Regions from separate parts of the Mus musculus genome. Here region 1 is linked to region 2. Evidence: chromatin contacts called from public Hi-C data. All regions are on one chromosome and are shown on one strand. Each heading gives the region's core, a stretch centred on a gene start, on an enhancer-like site or on the middle of the called end of the contact. The rest is flanking DNA. Distances are from core to core; before and after follow the strand shown.

Evidence for each region. A called contact is a pair of places that touch in the nucleus more often than the background predicts.
Region 1: a contact with region 2 is called in a Hi-C map of the C2C12 cell line, with 2.2 times the contacts expected there. The contact joins two enhancer-like sites. A contact is called at or near these places in 5 of 39 promoter capture datasets (the HPC-7 cell line, cranial neural crest, maxillary cranial neural crest and 2 more), 4 of 484 Hi-C or Micro-C datasets (the C2C12 cell line and embryonic stem cells), 6 of 115 datasets of contacts at active chromatin or transcription factors (astrocytes, embryonic limb bud, embryonic stem cells and 1 more) and 1 of 9 other capture datasets (embryonic stem cells).

Annotation. Positions count from the first base shown.
Region 1 is chr2:76,058,229-76,064,507 of GRCm38.p6, forward strand. It overlaps Pde11a (phosphodiesterase 11A), which reads right to left. Exons shown (of 20, transcript NM_001081033.3): 13 at 748-857. Among named protein-coding and RNA genes, the nearest start is that of Gm52518, 25 kb to the left of the region's middle. Within about 2 kb of position 1,518, at least 14 of the 459 cell types and tissues checked have an H3K27ac peak or open chromatin away from gene starts, as enhancers often do. A contact at or near this core is called in the C2C12 cell line, where this site is marked.
Region 2 is chr2:75,688,041-75,693,985 of GRCm38.p6, forward strand. The region is part of intron 1 of Nfe2l2 (nuclear factor, erythroid derived 2, like 2); the gene reads right to left. Among named protein-coding and RNA genes, the nearest start is that of Nfe2l2, 14 kb to the right of the region's middle. Within about 2 kb of position 1,616, at least 83 of the 459 cell types and tissues checked have an H3K27ac peak or open chromatin away from gene starts, as enhancers often do. A contact at or near this core is called in the C2C12 cell line, where this site is marked.

The sequences.
Region 1 (6,279 bases), core at 268-2,767, 370 kb after region 2:
GCTAATCCCACCTCTCTATAGAAGCCTATCTTACTGTTGCCTTCCCATATGAAACAAGTCTCCACAGTCCCTGGGCATCTTAGCAGATAGCTAGTTCAAAGGAACATTAAAACGTGACCTGTGACCTCATTGCAAGAGTCCTGGGGTTGAACTGTATTTCTAACACGCCTAAGTCCTGTGGCCCTTGCCACAATGTGAGCCACCGAGTAGTGGCTTTCTTGACCAGACAGATTGGTCTATCTAGGTGACTCACGTGCAGAACAAATAGTCGATTACCCATCCCCGTGTTTATGTGATTCCTTTGTCTGTTTCCATCTTTTCATGGGACGAGGAATGGGAAGAGCAAAGCAATCTTTGCTTCATTAATCTTCCTGAGACTTTTTTTTTTTTAATTCTAATCATCTCAAAACCAGATTTGAGAGTAGCAGGTCCAAGTGGCTTGTCACGGGATGGAGGCAAATAGGCTGAGAGGGAAAGAATAGGCCTTTGAAAACCTCAACTGTGCTCTCTGACTGAGGTCAGCAGAGACAGACCAAATCAACAAGCATGACACGGAGGGCAAATTTGCAATTAAAAGAAGAATGGGGAATTATAAAGATGGATGGGCCCCCATGACATGCATGCCCAAGCCTGCGTGGCCTTGGCCTCTGATGCCAGAAATTAATGCTTTAACTCCTTAGCACTTGTCACCTTTGGCTCCGAACAGAAAGGCAAATGCATTAAAATCACAAGAATTAGAACACTTACTTAGCTTGGAAGGCATTGTTGGTTCCCCTGTGGTCGAGGTCATGACACAGGCATCCCACAATCACCGCTAAAATTTCCACCTCGGTCAGAATCTCTTGGAACCCAGCAGTCTGGGAAGAAGGGGACAAGGGCTAGTCAGTGCCAGGGGCAGGAAGGCAGCAGCAGTCGGCTGGTTTCATGCCCACATCATTTAAGGAAATGATTAGCTGTCACCCTCTTAGATGACAGTGTGTTGAGTGGTCAGTTGCTCAGCCTAAGGTCCCCACAGTGAGGGATTCGCTTGCTGTTGCATCAGGACCAAGTTCAGTCTGTTTTATTCCCCCTTTTTAAGAGGATTGTCGGTCTCCACATGGACAGTCTGGGAAAGGCCCTGAGTGAAGTGTGTTTTGACATTGCACACGGTACGATAAGCATTGTATTTAGAAGTAGGAAGGTGTGAAGGGACGTTCAGAACTGAAAAGCTCCAGCCCCCAGCTGTTACTTTGAGGGTCAGCAAACAGAACAAAACCTTGCTTTGTAATACGTGGGGTAATAAAGAAAGAAGTACTCACACTGCTGTGTGATGGTGTTCTAGAATTATCTTATAAATCTCTTAGTACATATTGGGCTGATGAACAGATTGGAATGCATACAGGTAAGTCCTAGAAACTGAGGGTTGGACAACCCAGGCCTGAGCGTCAAGGGGCGTGCACACTATTTGGAAGTCTTTGTTTCTGATCCCGGTAGCTGTGTGGACTATGTGGCTGGGGTGCAATTCCTCCTGGAAGCAGTTTTATGTCGTTACGGGCAGGAAAACAGAACCAGCCCTCCAGCTCCAGCTGGCCCTTTCATTAGTTTGGAAGAGGAAACACGCCTTTGGGAGAAAGATCTGCTCGCCTTCTCCATCTGAAGCGTTTGCTGCCCCCCCCCCTTACACTGTAAGTCTCCTGGTCCATTACTTATTAAATTCTCTATCAGAGGGTAGGAGGGGGGAGTGCGGTTGAAATGACTTTCCATGTAAGCTCTCAGATCACGGGCTAATACCTGTAAGACTTTTAGGGCAATGAAAACTTTTTTTTTTTAAAATTAGTTGTGGTTTTAATACGGAAATAACTGAGCGATGGATTCCTGCATTGGCAATTTTATTTCTCAAAACTGACTTGGTTCCCTGGCTAAGTTTGGAAACACACATGACATCACTTATACAACCAATGAAAATGTTCATAAAGTTGTCCGAGGCTATGAAGTAGTCCTTGCCAAAGCTTGTGAACAGCCTTGGTTTTAAAACTTGTTGGATGTTATTTGTTGTTATGTTATTACTCGTAATAGTTTTCTAAAGCCATACTAAGAAGCATAAAGCTGAAAGTCTGCAGTCTCCCTCACTGTTCATTATTCCTGATTTGTAAAGGAAACCAGAGTCTCTTAAGTATCTGGTGACATCACCCCATATTGCTACACAATATACATGCGTCTTAGCACTTGATTCTTTACCAAATATTTACACACTCATTTCTATGCTGCTAGCAATTCTCCTAAGACTTTTCAACTGCTTAACTTACTTGGTGAATGAGGTAATAGCTACTATTATCCTTGGTTATGACAAAGAACTGAGTCACGGGGAGGCTCTGTCCTGTGCCTAAGGCTCACAAGGAGCATCTTCCTAGCATCCCTCCCAGCATGCCTTGAAGCACTGATGGTGTGGTGGTGGATGGGAGGTGATGGGTGGTCCCTGCACCTCCCTTCTATTCCCAATGTAATCCATGCCCAGAGCTTTCGTCATGGTCACCCTGTAAGTACTGCCCACTGCCCAGCCGACCGATACACTGTAACCGTTTTCTTAAATTTCTGGAGTCCATATTTCTTTCAAACAGCTATGCCTTTCCATGTCCTACACGACTTTGTAAAATATCTATTAAATAATTTTGAAGAGACTCCAAAGCTTCACACTTATGTGATCCTTCGTGTCTTGAGGGTGGTCAGGTCTGGTTTGCCCCCTCCCTGAGGGATGATCTCTTATCTCTTGTCTTCTGTGGCTTTCCTCAATGTCTGCCTCATTTTGCAGGTTTCATAAGCAAGCGTTGTCTGTTTCTTAGGGAGGCAGGTGTTCTCAGGTTTTACATGGTTGGGGTCGGGGGCAGGGGCCTTATTCTATCTTCACACTCAACTGTTAGTCTGCCTAACAATTCTAGGGGAAGATAAGTTCTCTCAGGGTTCTAAGAGACTAACTTCTTTACTGGCTGGCTTACAACATTGCTTTTGGGAAGAACACGCCAGCCTCATTCCTGATATTTTTAGTGTCAGATTGCTTGTTTCTGAATGTCCTCTATCTTCCCCGTGTTAGCAATTCCTTGCCGACGTGCTTGGTTCAGAGAGCACCTCGTCATTCCTTTTACGTTGTACATCTAACCTGCAGGCTCTGCTTCTCCAGCACATAGCTCCTCGGGTCTTTCTGTTGTTGTTTTTCTTCAGTACACTTTAAATTACCCTTTTTCTTATTTATTTATTTATTTATTTATTTTACTCTTTGTGCTAGGCATATGGTTCTTAAATCTGAGAAAAACTTTTCATTTCTTTTTTTAAAAGTTACCTCCTCCTCTTCCTCCTCCTCCTCCTCCTCCTCCTCCTCCTCCTCCTCCTCCTCCTCCTCCTCCTCCTTCTTCTTCTTCTTCTTCTTCTTCTTCTTCTTCTGCTTTTTGGTTTTTCGAGACAGGGTTTCTCTGTGTAGCTCTGGCTGTCCTGGAACTCACTTTGTAGACCAGGCTGGCCTCGAACTCGGAAATCCGCCTGCCTCTGTCTCCCAAGTGCTGGGATTAAAGGTGTGCGCCACCACCGCCTGGCTAAAATTACCTTCTTTAATAGATTTTAAATTTCTTTTTATTTATTTTTTATTAGACATTTTCTTTATTTACACTTCAAATGTTATCCCCTTTCCTTGTTTCCGCCCTGAAAACCTCTATCCCATCTCCCTTCCCTCTGCTCACCAACCCACCCATTCCCACTTCCCTGTCCTGGCCTTGGCATTCCCCCACACTGGGGCATGCAGTCTTCACAGGACCAAGGGCCTCTCCTCCCATCAATGTCCCACAGGGCCATCCTCTGCTACATATGCAGCTGGAGCCATGAGTCCCTCCATGTGTACTTTTTGATTGGTGGTTTAGTCCATGGGAGCTCTGGGGTACTGGTTGGTTGATATTGTTGTTCCTCCTATGGGACTGCAAATCCCTTCAGTTCCTTTCGTCCTTTCTCTAGCTTCTCCATTGGGAACCCTGTGCTCAGTCCAATGGTTGGTCACTTTAAGGAGTGGGTTCTCTTATTCCACCATGTGGATACAATAACTTGAATTCAAGTGGCCAGTCTTGGGCAGCCTTTCCTTGCTGAGCTGTCTCACCAGCGCTTCAAATTTTTTTTTCCCTGTTGTATATGAGCAGAATTATTGAATACTGATTTCATTATTTTAAGATCTTTTCTCTTTAATCTCCTGTACAGACTATTCTTTCTTCCTGTGAGTTTTACATTTGTGAGTATTTTCCTGCTTCCTTTCCAATACTGTACTGTTCTTCTCCCCCTGATGTATTATCTCTTTTCCTACCTTTCTGAAGAAATTGATAATGTTCCTCGTAATTTCTTTTGCTCCTTTGAATTGTCCATGTCCTCTGAGCCTGTTCTTTGCTTTGTGTCCTCTCAGAAGTCTTTCCTACATCCATACTTAGAAATGAAGTGATCTCAAGTTCACCCTACTCCAGGGTGGGTGCGAGGTGCCTGCAGGTTGCCAGGCCTTGCCGTAGGGTGACCAAATGTCTGGCTGGCCTTTTCGTGGAGATTCCCAAACACTAGACCTAAGCTCCTGTCTCTGGACTCTCCAATCTGTTGCCCAGAGCGGTGTAAACACTGAGACAAAGTCAGGAGCTGTGGCCTGGCACTCTGGAGGCCACTGGCATTCACGCACCTCCACTCTCCCCATGTATCCTGCCCTTTGGCTGCTGTCCTCAAAGATAGTGCTTCATTTCATTCAGGAAACACCGTTTCCCGTATGAGGTACAAATCTTCTTCAGTGTAGAGGGGGAGATAGAGACTTGGGGACTCACCGTTTCAGTCTTTAACCCACTCTACCCTATCTTGTGGCCTCTGAAGTCCTTTGTTGCCGAACCTTGGCAGGTCTGAGAAAATTGGTCTCAGGTGTGTGGCTTCTCTTCCCTCCACCTTGGCCCTGAAGGTAGAGGCTGGCCTTGTTCTGTGCTGCTGTTTTATAAACTATCATATTTTCTCTGTCTCTGTCTCTGTCTCTGTCTCCCCCCCCCCCCCCCCCCCGTTGCTGGGGGATTTTACACAGTAACCTTTTATTTTCCCCTTGAAATTCATCACATGTCTCTAAAATGCTTCATCATCATGAAGACTTTTGAGAGCTCAATGAGATATACAAACACTTTTTCTATAAAATCTAATAATCTCATATCACTCCGAGGCTACTGAGCTCATCCAGGGACCTCGGAATAAAGATTCCTTGAAGTTGGGCAGACACACGGTCTCGCAAAATGTGTTTACCTCTCCCGGCTGTGATACCTGAGTTACTGAAGCAGGGCCTCGCTCTTGACTGTGATTTAAAGCTGCCTGGTAAATGGTTTCTGAGAATCATCAGGCCTGAAAAGTGTCCACCTGCCACAAAGTTTCTATTTGCTCCTCCCCCCTCATCCATCTTCCTTCAGTCTCATCCATTCAGACCGCCATCTACCCAGAGTGAGCAGAGAGGCAGCTGCCTGACGAAGAAGATACTATACTTTCAAAAAGAAAACAGAGAGGCGAGGGAGGGATGTCTCCATGTATTTATTTCCTGACTCTAGCTTATTGCTTTATATTTTTCAAATAAAATTATGTCTTTCCTCAATTATTATGAGTTTTATTGACCTTTGTGTCAATATGCCTTCTCGATTGCGTTCCTTCATGGTGTATATCAGAAATACAAGCAATAAATATAATATGTCTAAGTAAAGAGTCAGTTCATAGATTCAGTTCTCACCTCACCCAAGAGAAGCCCCGTTACAATGCTTGGGGCAGTCCTCCAAATGGCCAGCCTTCATGGGGCTGACATGTGTTCTGGGATAATTCTTCCACTGTCTTCTACTACATACAACAGTGAAGACTTTAAAGTCCTCAGATTGATTTGATTCCTTCTCATGCTCAGCTGGACTACCAACAAGTTTCTGTCATTAGCTAACAGAAAAATCTAAGCTGAGTCTGTGTAGCAGTGAACGCCAGACTATCACAGACAAAGAAAGTGACTGTCAGGGTGGGTCTGTTGAATTCAGCAAGATACAATGGCTGTAGTGTCAGCCCTAGGTGGTGCTGTAGAGCAGTTTTTCAGCCAATGGCTGTTACTAGGTCCTTGGTGGGTATCAAGCAATTGGCATGTTTGAGAAAATAGGCTCCGGGAAATACTAACAATTATTAATACTGTCATCGTACTCAGCGTATGCCAAGCACTCGTCTCAACCATTACAAGAACCTCTAGACAGATACTCTTATCTATCTATCTAATAGATAACATAGCGAAAATAG
Region 2 (5,945 bases), core at 366-2,865:
CATGGTTTTTGGTCAGGCTAGCATCAGTGAGCTCCAATAATCCTCCCTCAAGACTCTGGGGCTACAGTCATGCACGAGACCGTGCCAGTTTGTTATGTGAATGCTGGATTCCAAGCTCAGGTCCTCATAATTGTGCAGCAATCGCTCCTAATCACTGAGCCATCCTTCCAGCCCCCAGGTTCACGGTTTATAGGAGAATGGAGAGATGGCTCAGCAGTTAAGAGTACTCACTGTTTTTCCAGAAATCCAGGTTTGTTTTAAATTTAGTTTATTTATGTATGAGTGTTCTGTGTGCGTATATGTGCATGCCAGGCGAGGGCCTCAGATTCCACTACAGATGGTTGTGAGCCACCATGTGGTTGCTGGGAACTGGGCTCAGAACCTCTAAAAGAAGAGACAGCATTCTTAACTTCTGAGCCATCTCTCCAGTGTGAATAAACTCTCTGGAGTCTATGCCCACCAATGCTCTAGCCAAGCTCCTGTTCAGCTGCCTGCACATCCACAGGGATAAAATCCAGAGGATGTAGTGTACAAAGGGAAGAGTAGGTGAATGAAGTCTTATCAGCAGCAACACCCCAGCACAGCAAGCACAACCAGCAAGCACAAGCAAGCCTCAGACTGCTGAAGACAAGCTACAGAAGACAGGAGACAAGTCCAGCCAGGCTGACCCATCCATTGGTTCTTTAAAGTCTAGAAAGATGTCCTTTCTAAGACTGTCTGTTGGTCATTGACTGACACTTAGAACAGGTTGTAACTGACTGTAAAGAAAGCTAACAGTGATTTGTGCGATCACAGCCAACTCTGGGGCTATAAATTAGTAATCCAAGGCTCAAAATGCTAAGTGGACAACCGGTGACAGGCTTTTTGTGACTGAGCAGAACACAGGAGAATACATCTGGTCAACCAAACACAAATATCAGACAGACTTTCTCCTTACAATTTCTTGAAACCTTTTAAAACTTACTTTACACACATTTTGTTTACATGATTCACCATGTCCATGCTTGATATGCCTGCTGAGGTCAGCAGTGGGTGTCATATCCTCTGGCACTGGAGTTGTGGATGGTTGTAAGCCACTGTGTGGGTGCTATGACTCACACACGGATCCTCTCCAAGATAACTGCTTAGCCATGTTTCCAGCCCCTCCATTACAGTTTCTTCTACTAAGAAAAATCACCAACTTTTATGGACTTCTCTGAACACCAACACTGACAATACTGTTGCCAGGTTACTAGCACACACCTCACCATCCTGCACTCAGAATGCAGGGGCAGAAAGAAGTATTGCTGGTAAATTGGAAGTCAGCCTGAGCTACAGAGCAAGACTCAGTCCAATCAAAGTAGGGGAAAAGCAAAAGCAAAAACAAACAAAAAACCAAGTAACAAACCCTGCTATGTGGACTTATCTGTGAAGCTAAAATAACAGCCTGTAAAATCCTGTTATTAAAAACTCAGCTGACATCTGACTAGTCAGGGCCTCCAGGGACCCTGCACCCTTCCATAGAGGCATGCATGCTTTCACCACCAGAAGGTTTGAATAGCATGCTTCAGGAGAGCCTCCCAGCCCTCAGCCCCTGCCACAGCCTATCTAGGGCCTGGCCTCTAGGGTAACCTGACCACAGCCTGAAACTAGTGTGTACTCAAAAAAGCCCGAATTGGACAACACAGGCCACATACCCACTAAGAGCAACACAAAGCTGACTGTTCACCCCCAGCTTCCCAAGACTGGGGACCTGGGCAATACCCTTGTCGTCCTTGAGAAAGGCACTTCTTGGGCACTGGCTCTAACATTCAAGTGCCTAGAGGTCACAAACATTCACTTGCATCTTTATGTCGTGTAATTCCTATGCCTCTGTGTGACGGTTAATGAAAGAAAGAAGACACGAGACACACATGGGCTGTGTCTACGGCTCGAGCTGCCTACCTCCACGCCTGAGCGGGTTCTGGTCACGATCTCAGGTCAGGCCTGGGAAATCAGAACAACACAAAAAGGCCTAAACTTTTAAGTGATCTCAGAACTCTATCTAAACACACTCAGTCAAATTCTTTTTTTTCCTTAAGGACACAAGCTATGGGTCTGCTTTTAAAGTGTGTTGCTGTTTTCTGTTTGTTTGTTTGTTTGTTTGTTTGTTTGTTTTTAAATCTATGGCTTTGAGTTAGGTTATAGTAGCATCCCCTGCTCAAAACCTTTAAATCTAGAGTGCAGTAGGCAGACAGGTGGTGCAGTAGGCAGACAGGTGGTGCAGTAGGCAGACAGGTGGATCTCTGAGTTTGAAGCCAGCCTGGTCTACAGAGCAAGTTCCAGGACAGCCAAGTCTACTTAAGAGAAACCCTGTCTCAAAAGCAAAACAAGGGCTGGTGAGATGGCTCAGTGGGTAAGAGCACCCGACTGCTCTCCCGAAGGTCAGGAGTTCAAATCCCAGCAACCACATGGTGGCTCACAACCATCTGTAACAAGATCTGACGCCCTCTTCTGGAGTGTCTGAAGACAGCTACAGTGTACTTACATATAATAAATAAATAAATAAATAAATAAATAAAAAAAAGAAAAAAACAATGTGTCTTTACCTGAAAAAAAAAAAAAAAAAAAAAAAAAAAAAGCAAAACAAAACATCTCTGGCTTTGGGAGGAAAAGACTAAAAGTAGGAAAACTAGTATGGAGTCTTCCAACATGGATGGCCACACACAGTATGGGAATATGAGCATTACTGTTCGTGAAAGTGTTATCACACTGCCCAGGAATGACACACACAGTGAACACCTACTGAACACACTCTTTCCACTGGTCAGGGACAGCAGCCACATTCCTTTCCACCTGCAATGCTGTCTTTTCTAAGGACTAAATTTCTATTTGTAACAGGAAAAAGATGACTAGGTTTCAGGCCCTACCTGGAACTGGGCACCATCGATTGATAGAAACCTTCTGCCTTGCTTTCTGCACCGGAAAGAGGGTGGGACTGGACCGGAAGATGTCTAAACCTCTAAGTGTTTCAGATTTTATCATGTCCAAACTACAATTGAAAATTCATTTTAATGTAAAAATACACACTAATTTTAGATTACAGAATGCTCTAAAGGAACTTCATAAGAAATATAATGTGAATAACATATGTAACTGATATTGTTTGCAGCTCAGACACAATAACAAAAACAACACAGTGAATTTAATTTGAACAACGTATTTAATCCAATTTGGTCCAATAGCATTTTAACATGTTAACAGTATTGTTGTGATATTAAAGGTGACAGAGCACAATAATCTTACCCACAAGACAGCGCACAATGCTGCCCTACAAAGGCAGGACCAGGAGCCCCGAGCCTCCTCCTGAGCTAGAGGACTACCTAAGGCTTATTAACCAGAAAAGTCGTTTCTGCTGTTTATAAATGTCATGCTCATTAACACTAAAGCTCCAGCCTCTTGGTTTCTGTCACTCATCACATTTCCAGACTGCAAGGTGACTAGTGGCTGCGGTGGTGGACAGCGCAGCCCTGCAGCGGTCCCCACTATGGCCCATGCCCTCCTCGGGTGTCCTCTAAGCAAATGTGTGGCTAACAACTTCCCGAGGCTACAACTGTGGACATTAGCCCTTCCAAACTACTCTAGGTATCATTAGCAATTACTCCAAAGAGCTGGTGTGAATCTGAATCACAAAGAGGGCTCTTAATGACTAAACTCAATAGTTTTTCATATTATTCCATAATAGCATAATTTACAAATGAGATGATTACCATGGCTACTAAACACGTCATGTAAAAGGGCTCTGTGTTCCCAATAAAGACATAAATTAACCCTGAGCTTAGAAATTATATTTCAACTACTTTCATATGTATATATCTGAAAGTGCATCATGGTACTCACTATTGTTGCTGACTACTACAATGCAATTTGGGCCTATAAAAAGGATTACTAGGGACTGGAGAGATGGCTAAACCAGTGGTTAAGAGCACTCACTGCTCTTACACAGAAGCTGGATCTGTTCATGGAACCTATATGGCAACTCACAACTGTCTGTAATCTGATGCTCTCTTCTGGACTCTGAAGGCATCGAGTACATGTATGGTACACAGAAATACATACAGGCAAAACACCCATATACATAAAAAGCAGATTAAAAATCTACTATAGAGTTGTGTGAGACACTGGTCACACTGGGTTTTGAGAACGGAAGGTTACAACGTGGGGATGGTCTAAGTCCAGATAAAGTAGACACTGCACTGCAACAAGAGCAGCCACCTCTGATCACACACTTTCTGCGTGCTCAGAAACCTCCTTCCAAAACTTGTACCGCCTCGTCTGGACGCACAGCAATCCACCAAGTGGGCAACCATCACTCTGGAGTAAGGAAATGGAAGCACAAGGAACTTTAGTACTTTTGCCAGCAAACACCCAACCCATCGTGACAGTGAGAGCCACAGCAGGCACAGTGACACTGTAGGACACAGGCATCTACTTCTCAGCCCCCTTCTTTGGGGACGCTGTTTGAACAACGGACAGACAGCACACTACAGCTTAGAAGCCTTGGGCAACTCTGTTGTAAACTGTGTAGGTGACGATGCCCACTCGCCCACCCTACCCTCACAGTGGATTCCAATTCAACAGAAAGCCAAGACAACACCGGTCCTCCCTCAAAATGATCTTTCATATGAAGAAAGTGTGTAAGTGCCTCTTTAAAGTATAAAGGAGCAGGCTGGGGTGTGGCAGCAACACTATTAATAAATCTATCTCCTGGAGCAAATGTCAGTGACTATGAAAGCAGTGCCTTTTTCTGGGTTTAGCCACTGCATGAAAAATAGAAGGTGAGGCCATAACTTGTTTGTCACCAGCACCTGCATGGCAACAAACAGTGGCAAACGCAAAAGCCTCTCAGCTGTGCCATTGCGCTTCCAGGGTCCCCAGAGGTTTTCCTTCTCTTCACTGCTCAGCTAACTTTAAAAGCCAAAGTTATTTTGGAAGAGGGAGTATAAAACAATACTTTAAAACCTTGAGGGGGGTGGGGGTGAGGAGAGGACAGGAGATGGGCTGGTTTGGTTTGCATTTGGATTTAGCCTTCCTCCAAAGGCAGACACTCGCCAAACTTCTCTATCCAGTTGTACTGACAGGACCCTAGGTTCCTAGGCCGGAATCCCTGAGTAAGAAATTCTTGTGCAAGTGAAGAGACAGGTCTGGAAGTCGTTCTATTCAATGGCTTATCAACCCACTTAATGACAAAGGGTCCAGCAACGGGTTGGAGGGCTCCCAGGGGAACCTAGGCAGTGTACGTGGCCTTTGTTGGGTTGAGATTCACAAAAGGCCTAGCCAGGAGACTTCAGTTTCCAGGCAGGCGGCATATAATAAGGGCAGGAGTGTGAGAGAAAGGCCCCACAAAAACAGGACTTATGGCAAAGAACACAACAGAGCAGGAAGTCTGAGCTCTGATGAGGCTACAAATGGACAAGGAATTTTGTTTTCAAGTGGCCAATGGAAACCTCACATTGCTACACATCCAAATCCCCCCAGCATGACAACTGGGGGTGCCACTTGTTGAATATCTGTGTGCTATTTTACATCACAGGCCAAATCTACAATAAAACCCAGGAAAACCCACTGTAACAGTCTGTCTATAAGGCCTCTCGCTAGGCCTCAGTTCTTCACTGAAAGGAAGCTCCTTCCATCACGGGTGCAATAGAATTGTGCCCAAGGAAAGTATTTTGTTAAAGCACATAGCACCATGCCCTGTGCTGGGGAGAGCACAAGACACTACAGCTGAGGCTAGGATAGTGTCTGTTTCTCATTTTCCCTTTGGTGAATAATAATAATTAGTATGACTGGAAGCCAAGGAAGGGATTGCTACAGACCACATACACATTGACCTCAGAAGGGCCAAAAGAGGCACTCCCTCCATGCCATTTCAGAGAAGAAATGAAAGCATTCTGAAAGCAAAGGACCAAGTCTGACTGGGTTCCCCT